Linked DNA regions of Macaca mulatta: region 2 is linked to region 1. The links are chromatin contacts, called in public Hi-C maps. All regions are on one chromosome and are shown on one strand. The core of a region is the stretch at or near the end of the contact, and the rest is flanking DNA. Distances in the headings are between cores, read along the strand shown.

What was found. A called contact is a pair of places that touch in the nucleus more often than the background predicts.
Region 2: a contact with region 1 is called in a Hi-C map of fetal cortex germinal zone, with 2.3 times the contacts expected there. The contact joins the promoter of RAP1B here to the promoter of MDM1 in region 1. A contact is called at or near these places in 2 of 14 Hi-C or Micro-C datasets (fetal cortex germinal zone and fetal cortical plate).

What each region holds. Positions count from the first base shown.
Region 1 is chr11:75,449,296-75,454,439 of T2T-MMU8v2.0, reverse strand. It overlaps MDM1 (Mdm1 nuclear protein), which reads left to right and starts at 2,160. Exons shown (of 12, transcript XM_077954695.1): 1 at 2,160-2,296; 2 at 3,301-3,415. The coding sequence starts at 2,279.
Region 2 is chr11:75,728,363-75,733,821 of T2T-MMU8v2.0, reverse strand. It overlaps RAP1B (RAP1B, member of RAS oncogene family), which reads right to left and starts at 1,713. Exons shown (of 8, transcript NM_001198678.1): 1 at 1,581-1,713.

The DNA of each region.
Region 1 (5,144 bases), core at 911-3,410:
GATGAGAAAGGCTAAAATACAAATGAAAAGAAGGTTCTCTAAGATATAGTGTTACTCACTTCAAAGAGGGTAACGTAAAAAGGAGAGGTGCTTTGCCAGAGATTACCACCAATGCCAGGCAATTTGAGGAGTGGCTGTGCCCAGTTGCTATGCCCAGACTCAGTACCAAGCTAAAGTGACTGTGATAGCCAGCAGCAAGAGTGACACCTACAGATGCATGGTTATTGGAACAAGCAGCAGTGCTGCCCAGCATATGCTATGTGGTTGCTGCCAGCACATGTGTAACACCTCCTAGGGACTCCCCAAAAAATGGATGGAACTTTGTAGGGTACTGGGTACTGTTTCCTGTAGTAGCAGACAAGATAAGAGCTGGTAAAACAGGCTACAAAACTCATTTACTAAGGTTGTCACTTTTTTTTTCTTCCATTTCTATATCTTTTCCTCTTAAACTTGGGGAGGCTTTTGTTTAACAACAGTAAAGTAAAATCTTCTTCCTTAAGTCTTTATGATACTTCTCCAGCAAGCCTGGGATGTGACTGAGTTATTTTTACCATCTGCTGTTTGGTTTTCTGTCATTTACTCCCTGTTCAGCAGAGCTCTTCTGCAGTGATAACTGCCCTTGTTTTGCAGACAGGCTACATTCTACACACTTGCTCTTGCTGATTTCACCTTAGCATTTTGTGGTAACAAAGCTGTGTGCACAACCAGAGTTGTGCCTTTCTTACTCTATAAGATGGGCTGCCTTCCTGCAGATGACTTTTGTTTTATGATCCACTGTGTCTTGTTTGTGCCATTCTTAATTTACACGACAGAGATGCTGTCATCACCAATTAACATTAATCAAGGGCCCCCTGGATGCATGGCTGCATTGGGACTAATTTAATATGCTCTTTGTTCCAGATATCAGGTGGCTTCTTCAAATGCATTTTTAAGTATCTCAGTGATGATGAAGAAGAACGGATACATCAATCAGGATTCAGGAAGACAGCTTTTGCAGAAAATGCTTAAAGGGAAGCATCAAGCATTGGTGTTGATATTTGAAAGTTTAAGAGAGGTATACTTTTATTCAGTCAACACATGACAAATGTAAAAGGCACTCATTTGTTGTTCCTGGAACAAGCTTGGCAGCATTCCATTTAGACATCTGCCCTTTCATCGTCCAACTTTTTACTTATTTCAGTCCTTTCAGTCTGAATATTTCCTCCTGAGGCATTTTTCTGCCCTCAGAAATGACTCCCTGCTCCCAGTTCCTGTAGCCTTTATCATACACACCTTTCACTTCGAAATTTAGCACGTCACATTACACCATTATTGAATAAATATATATCCTTCCCAAGTGTATCAGAGAACTATCTGGACAATTTGTTTCTTTCCCAATTCTCAGAATCAGCAGTGTTCTGTCAAGAAATATTTATCGACGATGATGGCAATAGTCGATTAAAATAAGATGAAGTTTCATTTTTAAAAAAAGGTTGAGAGGAGAGACAAGGCTGAAGGTTTGGAAGTTGAGACTCACAAGCATCTTTAATAAACGTTTTCTCATCTAAGCGCTGTATGTACATCATTTAGGGGAGGGTAGAGATTGAGGGAGGAAGAACATCACTGGAGGAAGAGACAGCAGTTTTCGAGTTTCAATAAAGCTTCAAAAATCCTGCCTAAGCTATATTTATTTTTTGGCCTTTCCCCTTTGATGTGACAATAAACTGTAATGCGGCTGTCAGTTGTACGAACCGGTATTCAGCAGAATAGATCTGAACACTTCCCTTTCAGAAAAAGAAGCGTTCGGTTCTGTCATAGATTTTAGAATGAAGAACACACTGGGCCAGCGAGGCTGGCGGCTGGCGAATTCCACCAGCAAGTAGACGCATTGCTGCGCTGGAGCCCGCGAACCAGGGACCGGTCCACCCAACCCAGGAAGGCATCCCCGGGGTCCCGCCCAGCCCGGTTCCGGGAGCCTTATTGGCCGGCCTTCCGCCCGCCATCTCTATCAGCCCCCGGGATTTGGCGCAAGCGGTAGGCGGCTCCCTTTCGGTCACTCATTGGTCAAATCCTAATGGAGGTAAGGCACTCTACGAGTTTCTATTGGTCCCTAGGCTCCAAAATGGGCGGGGAAAAACAGAGCGACAGGGCTCTAGGAGGGAAGCGCGGAGTGCGCCGGCGCGTAGTCGGGGACGCCGTGCCGAGGGTTTGCTAGGGAACAGACTGTTACCGCCCCGCCCCCTCGGAGCTTTTTGTCCCGTTAACTGTCGGAGTGGCGGGGGCTCCGGCGCCGGGCGACATGCCGGTGCGCTTCAAGGTGAGGCTGGGGTCCCCGGGCCGGAAGGTGGCTGGGGGGAGCCACGGCTGGGGAGGTGCGGAGCGTCGAGGTCACGCTGCTTTTCAGCTCTGCAGCCCTCGGCCCGGCAGAAGCTGCCAGCCCCAGGGCCTGCCTGAGGGGCCCCAGAATCTGTCCGCCACTTCTTACCTAGTTCTCTCTCCGCTCACTCACATTTGCAAGTTGCCGTGTGCCGAAGAGTCAGATGATGCGAGACAGATTTACTTAAGGGGACTCGAGAGGAGTGTAGATGGGAGGAGGCCACTTTGTGAAGAGAACTAAAGGCGACTTACGTTTGGGACACCTGTGGGCCATTTAGCTTAGCATTTAACCCCCATTACCTTTAAAACTTTAGTGTATGTGGCTTTTAAAGGCTTGAGAAATGGGTTCTTAGTAAAGATAGGGTATAAAGAAATACACATTTTTCATCGTTGTGCATTCTTAGGGTATGTTAAAAGTTCCAGGTAGCTGGTAGCTGTCAGGGACTAGCACCCTGCAACTTAACAGGTGGCCACAGCGTCCCACACCTCCTGACTCATTTATCTTAAAGGCGTGTATTCAGAATGGAAGGGGAGTTTGCCTTTTGTTGACTTTACCAAATAGCAAAAGGTCCTAGGCATAATACATAATATTGTGTACTCGGTGAAAACCTGGGATAAATCTAGTGGAGTGATCAGAATTTAGATTGTCACTAGTTATCCGACAAGAACGCATGCTTTGGAATCAGATAATCAGTGAAAGGGTAACCTCTGAGCCTGGTATTCCTGGTAGCATCTGCCCCAAGTGGTGTTGAGGCTTAAAGGATGTAACTCGTGTGAACTGCTTAGCACAGGGCTGGGTGAATATTAGCTCTTATTAAGGAGCTCGTCTGTGTTTAATTTTCAGTCTTAAGTCTCTTTGGAGGTTCAGAAATTATTTTTCACTGATGTCTGCTTTAAAACATCATTCATTAATTCCCCTGTACTCAAAGTGTACTTTCTTTACAGGGGCTGAGTGAATACCAGAGGAACTTCCTGTGGAAAAAGTCTTATTTGTCAGAGTCTTGTAATTCCTCCGTGGTGCGAAAGTACCCATGGGCTGGACTTAGATCAGATCAATTAGGTAAGTTGAGCAAGCTAATAGCCATTCTAACCTGGGCTAAGTTTATAACTTGGGCTAAGCCATTATAACTTGGGCTAAGTAAACCTTGGGCTAAGTTTGCCAAATGATATATTAAAAGTTCAGTTGGCCTGGTTGATTTATTCATTTATTAATCAAATATTTATTGAAGGTTTACTATGAGCCAGGACTATTCCCAGCAGCTAGTGTGGCCAGCCAGGTTTCGCTAATGGAGGCCTCCATCACAACTGTTTCAGTACTGACTGAGTGGTAAAGTTAAATATTAAAAGCTAAGAAAAGCCAGTGCCCTTACACAGAGGCTGGGGAGTAACAAAAGCCCATCAAGAGTTTTGCCTAGGCCTTTCCTGGGCCGTAAAGCATGACAAAATAAGGAATTCTTAACAGGATCCATTTAGGATTAAACAAGTTTTAATGGGGGTCTGCAGAAACTCCCCAGGCCTCCACAAACAAATTTATTGGCGGTCTGAAGGAACTCCTCGAACCTCCGTGATTCAGCAGGAGACAAGATAAGGGTAATCAGCCCAGCACCTAGACGCATTTAGATAAAGTAAGTTTACTGATGCTCCAGAAGAAGGTCTTCAGGACTCAGACCTTACTTATAGATTGAAAGAAGTTAATCACTTACATCCTTAGATGAATGCACACTTACACGTGGACGTATAGCTTAGAAGGTATATCAGCTCTGAAAAACTTTGTAATTTGGGGTTGGTCTGGTGATAATTTCCAGGCCTTCTCCCCGTAAGTGGTTATAGAAATAAAAACTTTCTTTCTCCCTAGTTCATCTGCATCTCGTTATTGGCAGAGAGAAATATCAGCCCGACCCTCAGTTTGGTCTGGGAACACTAGGGATATAGCCCTGAACCAAAGTACCTTAACTGTGGAGAGAAACAGTAAGCAAGTCACTCAATAAATAAGGGAATTTCAGGTTTTTATGTAAAATTGTAGGGAAGTGTGATAGATAACATGCAGGAGGGGTAGACTGGAGGGAAAACGCTTTAGATTAGATGGTTGGGAAAGGCTCATTTTGAGGAGGTGATATTTGAGCTGAGACCTGAAATCTGAGGGGAAAGTGCTGGGGAAGAGTGCTCCCAAGGTCTTGAGAAATGGAAGCTTAGGGAGATTAGGTCGCTGCCCCAGCTTTACAGCTAGTAAGTGGCAGAACCATGATTTGAAATCAAGTCTGTTTTGTGCAAAGCACGCGATTTCAGAGGTCATGTTCTTGTTATCACACATGCCTCCTCCCTGTGTCCCGGGGAAGTCAGGTTCCTGGGCCAGGGTTTCCCAGAGGGTGACAGAACAGAAAGGAGACAGACTGACTTCATTATACCTGCTTGTTTAATTCTTCCTTACTAGTATATTACATCTCTGAGAGTAGGGCTCTGTCTTATCCACCACCTTGTTCCTACGCGGTACCTAATACAGGCCTTGGAACAATCTATTGCTTCTTGAAACTAATTTTTGAATGAATGAATAAGCCGAAATTTGAATCCACAATAGCTGTTGGGCAAATTGAGCTAGTTTCACCAAGTGAGATTTTAGGAAGCCTGTTACATAGGATTGCTGGGAGGGTTTAAATGAGATGTTGCCTATTAAGGGCCTGGTTCATGTACACAGATCAGTGCTTGGTGCCCCACATGTGATGTGTGCGAGCATGGCAGATAAGTCACATAAATGTTAGATGTTTGAAGCCAGGAAAAGACTTATGGGTAGG
Region 2 (5,459 bases), core at 464-2,963, 280 kb before region 1:
ATGGGAAGAATATTCTTTGTAAGATGATAATTCACTATCTTTCTCCAGGTTGTCTCTTACGGATAGACTACTGTCCTAAAGGTCAGTGGACCCACTAATTGGTTATCTTATCTAGACCTCAGTTTCCTCCTCCATAAAATGACAGGGTGGGACTGGATGATCTAAATAGTCCCTTCCGGCCCTTAAAAAGTCCCATGACTCCACTATGACTCAAAAATACTATTTCAAGAGTCAGCTTTTAAGAGTAATATGGGCTTGAAGTTAAATGAATGTCTCCCTTTTCTATTTATATAAGTTACTTCTTGTTAAGATATGGTCTTGTTGAGCAAGTCCAAATAGTATTCTAATTACAAAAAAAGAGAGTTCAAAAGTAAATTTACGAGTCAGAGCTTTAAATTGTTAAGTACTCGACATATATTAGATGCCGCCAGCAAAACCAAAATCCAATTAGACGGAATTAATTTTAAAATACTAAAATCACAATCTTCATTTAGTGTCAACTTTCTACCCCGTAAAAATGTGATTTCCCGTTACTGCAACACACAACTGCTTCTATTCATACCAATCAGAAGTTACACGGCCAAAACGTTTTTCTAAACTATTAAAGAAAGTGGGAAGAGGGGGTAAAGCGAAGGGGAAGGAATCCATCTGCTTTAACTTGCAAGAATGATCTTTTCTCCAAAAGACATCAGTGTTTTTCAGAAGAAAACTCCGGAGGGCCCGGTTCATTGGGCGTAGTTTTAAATAAAATTCATGGCGCTGATAGTTTTAGGATTAGACACCCAGAGATGGCGAAAAAGAGAAGAGGACAAACTTCCTGGATTTTCTCTCCCTCTGTAAGATAAAGAGATTTCCTCTTGCTGACGAAGGGAAAGGCCCCTTTAACAGTTTTTCTCTGCACGGTGGCTGCTGCCAGACTAGGTGGGGCTCCCTCCGCTGCCTTCCTCCTGCCACTTCCCGCAACAAATGGAGCAAGCCAGCCCCGTTTCAGGCAAACTTTTTCCCTGTCAGGCTCAAGCCTGCGGGGCGCAGGGGAGTGGTTTCCCCCGAAGGCTCCTCTCCCTAGCTCGGGGCTAGGGGAAGCTGGGTCTTCGCAAAGGACAACTTTATGGTTTCCGTTCTAACTTCCACCCATACCACGGAGGGAACCCAGGCGACAAGCGAGGGGACTCGGGGCGGGGAGCGAGTCTTCGGGGGAGCCGGCGGGGAAAGGAGGGCGGCGGGAGAAGCTGCGGCGGCCGCGGGCTGAAGAGAGCGGGCGGGTGGGGGGGTCCTCGGGCTCTCACTTCCTCCGCCATATTTCAGACATTTGACCCCTTCCGCAAAGCGCGCTGTTCCCCCGCGGCGGCGGCGGCGGCTCCTCCTCGCCGGCCCGCAAGGCAGCGCGCTAGCCGGCCGGGCGCCTGGCCCTCGCGCCACCTGCCGCGCGCCAAGGGGCTGCCGCCGCCGGGGCCCCTGACCGCCGCTCCCGGCCCGCGCCTCGCCGCACCCCACCCGCTCCCCTCAGCCGGCGCCCGGCCCCCGCCCCGCGCGGCCGCCACCGCCGCTTCCCTCAGCGGCCACGCACTCACTCTGCGAACCTCTCACGCTGTCACCGGGTCCCCGCAGCCAGCGTCGCCCCGCGCTCCCTCCGGGTCGCTACTCTCGGCGCCACGGCGATCCTGCCGCTGCCGCCGCCGCTCCGGCTGGTTTACACGCCTGACTCTGGGCGAGGTTTGGCGATGTCGCCTTGACGTCAGGCGTTCAGCCTCGCTCCAGCTTCCGCCCGCGGGCGGGGCGCGCGGGTGCACGGCCCGGGAAGGGGCGGGCCCTAGGGGGCGGGGCGAGGGGGAATCGAGGGGGCCTGGCCGCCGCGCGACGGGTCCTCGGCGCCGGCCTCTCGCCGGCCTGCGGCGCAGCCGGATAGCAGGCCCTGCCCACGGGCCCCTTAGCTGCCTCTGGGCGACCTGAATGCCGAGGTTCTCTCTAGCTGCGCCGCGCCTTCAGGCTCGCTTCCCCAGGATGTCTGGTGGGCGGAATCCGCGCGTCGGTGTTCCTGACCCTGGTAGGTTCCAGTGGAACCCTCCGAAACCCAAAAAGCGCCGCCTCTTAATGCAAACTGTAGTCACCGACTCGTCCAGTCTGTTGGTATTCGCATCGTCCTTTGTGCTGGGCAGTAACCGAGAAGTAACGGAGAGCGCGCAGTTCCTACACCTAGAACTCCCCGAGGGAGCCCGAGCCAGCAAGTCTTTCCATTCTTGAGATGCCTTTTCTCCGGGATTGACAAGTATTTCATCCATTGGTGTCTTAACCCGGGCGAACTCTTTCCAAATTACCCTGCCAAACGCAGTTATCAAAACTATGATTTCCAAATAAGTTTGTACCCTGCACCTAAACCAACGCCATTTATATAACTAAAATAAATTGAGTATTTAAATGCGTGGCCTGGACGCTTTATTCACTTCACAGGATTACGCATAGGCAGGTAGGTTTATTGTGTGACTTCAGGGCACCAGAAAACACTCTCTGTTTCAAAATGCCTCCTTCCAAAAAGGGCGGGAACTTAACACGGGAACTTACCATTTTTACCCTTAGTACAAGAAACTTACCAGAACTTTTTCTTGAAGCAGTTTTGATGGACGAAGAGATTAAGAGAGCAAAGTGCAGGAAAAAGTGGGGCTTGAGGATCATTTAAGACTAATTTTGTTGGTTCATAATTTAATTAGGCCCTGTACAAATTATTCTTGAAATAAATCTTCATAAACGTTGATAAATTTGGAAGATAAATGGAATGTGACTAATTTCACTCCTTTTAAGAATATGTAGTGATTCAAAACTAAGCTAACCTGAGTTAAACGAATAGATGAGAATGAATTATAACAGTTCTCTGTGTTTTATAATGTTTTACAATTTAGGTTAATTGAATATATTACCTACTTCGATAATTTCTATTTCCTTAGGAAAATATTTTTTAAAAAATTATTTACTGTCTGCATTTATTGTGTATACAACATGATCATTTCAAGTAATGTATACATTATGGAATGGTTAAATCTAGCTAATTAACATATTACCTCACAGAGTTACTTTTTATTTATTTCTTTTTTTTTGAGAGTCTTGCTCTGTCACCCAGGCTGGAGTGTAGTGGCATTATCTTGGCTCACTGCAACTTCTGCCTCCCAGGTTCAAGCGATTCTCTTGTCTCAGCCTCCCAAGTAGCTGGGATGATGGGCGCACACCACCACGCCCAGCTACTTTTTAGTAGAGACGGGGTTTTACCGGGTTAGCCAAGATGGTCTCGATCTCCTGACTTCAGATGATGCGCTCGCCTCAGCCCCCCAAAGTGCTGGGATTACAGGTGTGACTCACCGCGCCGGCTGAGTTAGCTTTTTTATTTTATTTTTATTTTAATTTTTTTTTGAGACAGAGTTTCTCTCTTGTTGCCCAGGCTGGAGGGCAGTGGCGTGATCTCGGCTCACCACAACCTCCGCCCCACCGGGTTCAAGCGATTCTCCTGCCTTAGCCTCCGGAGTAGCTGGGATTACAGGCATCTACCACCACGCCTGGCTAATTTTGTATTTTTAGTAGAGATGGGGTTTCTCCGTGTTGGTCAGGCTGGTCTGGAACTCCTGACCTCAGGTGATCTGCCTCCCGCGGCCTCCCAAAGTGCTGGGATTACAGGCGTGAGCCACTGCGCTGGGCCTTGAGTTAGCATTTTTTTATGAGAACACGTAACATCCATTCTTTCAGAAAATGCTTTTTTTTTTTGTTTGTTTGAGACGGATTCTCACTCTGTCGCCCAGGCTGGAGTGCAGTGGCGCCATCTCAGCTCACTGCAAGCTCTGCCTCCCGGGTTTACGCCATTCTCCAGCCTCAGCCTCCCGAGTAGCTGGGACTACAGGAGCCCGCCACCTCTCCCGGCTAGTTTTTTGTATTTTTTAGTAGAGACGGGGTTTCACCGGGTTAGCCAGAATGGTCTGGATCTCCTGACTTCGTGATCCTCCCATCTCGGCCTCTGAAAGTGCTGGGATTACAGGCTTGAGCCACAGAAAACCCTTTTTAAATGAAAGTTTCAAAGGCAAATTTCAGAGCAGTCCGTTGGAATTATTGTAACTTCTCAAGGAATGAGTGAATTACAAATAAATTTGACTTTACTAACTTCAATTATTGCATAAAAATTTGATAACTGAAAGTCTGAAACTTTGAGCTCACAGAAGTGTTACCTGGGAACACTGTGCTTTTTCTTTCTTTTTTTAGAAAAACTCTTTGTCCTTTGGGCAATTGATTTTTTTTTTTCCAGAAAGAAATTGGTTTTAGAAAATGGAAGCTAGAATTTTTAGAGTTTGAGAGAACGTGTGAAATAATCTATTTAATTAAAAACACATTTTCTCTTATTAGACTGGAAATCATTGTATTCGTATTAAACTGTTATCACTATGCAGAGAATACCATAATCTGCATCTCTTAGAACTGAACTCACTTTTTAGTTTGAGCCTCTTTTCCTATTTATTTCCTTGACTTCTTCTCCAGGATATTCCACTGGCAATTTGCACTGGTCGTGTGTACAAACTGAACTCATTGTCTTTGTAACCAAACCAGTTTCTTTTCCTTTTCCTTTTCCTTTGTGAATTGTATCACCATCTTTTAAATTACCCGATCTTCAAGCCTGACACTTACCTCTCTGCTTTTCTTAAATAATCCATCCATTGGCATATCTATTAGACAGTAATTCTACAAGGTCTTTCATTGTGTTTCCTCTTTTCCATTTCAACTAAGATCATACTTTTAGTATGGTCTTTAGTTGCCAAATTTAGTGTGGTTTTCAGTATGGTTTTTAGTTGCCAAATTTAGGTTGGCACAAGTCATCTCCAGGACCTTTGCAGCCTGGTGGCCTCCAATCTGTTCCTGCTGTGATCCATTCTACACGTTGTTGCCAGATGATTATCTTAAAGCATACCAGGCAAGTCACACCCTTCTTCAAAGAGCCTTCAATTACTCCCCTATTCTACCAAAATAAAATTAAAATCCTTGTGTCTCACCTTTTCCTTTCACTTAAAACTGATTTACAGTCAGAATGGACAGTGGACTTTCCATCTTGCCCAAATAATTTGCTTCCCCATCTCTCTGTTGTGCATAGGTGAATGATTTCCTCTGCCTGGAATGCCCCTTCCCATTCCATCTCATTCTGGAAATACCTTGCCCATTATTCTAGGTTTATCTACTTTCTCTTAAGAATGAGCTTCTTGACTGGGCACAGTGGCCTATAATCCCAGCACTTTGGGAGGCAGAGGCGGGTGTATCACTTGAGGCCAGGAGTTCAAGACCAGCCTGGCCAACATGGTGAAACCCCGTCTCTACTAAAAATACAAAAATTAGCTGGGTGTGGTGGCGCATGCCTGTAATCCCAGCTACTCGGGAGGCTGAGGGAGAAGAACTGCTTGAACCAGACCCAGGAGGTGGAGGTTACAGTGAGCGGAGAG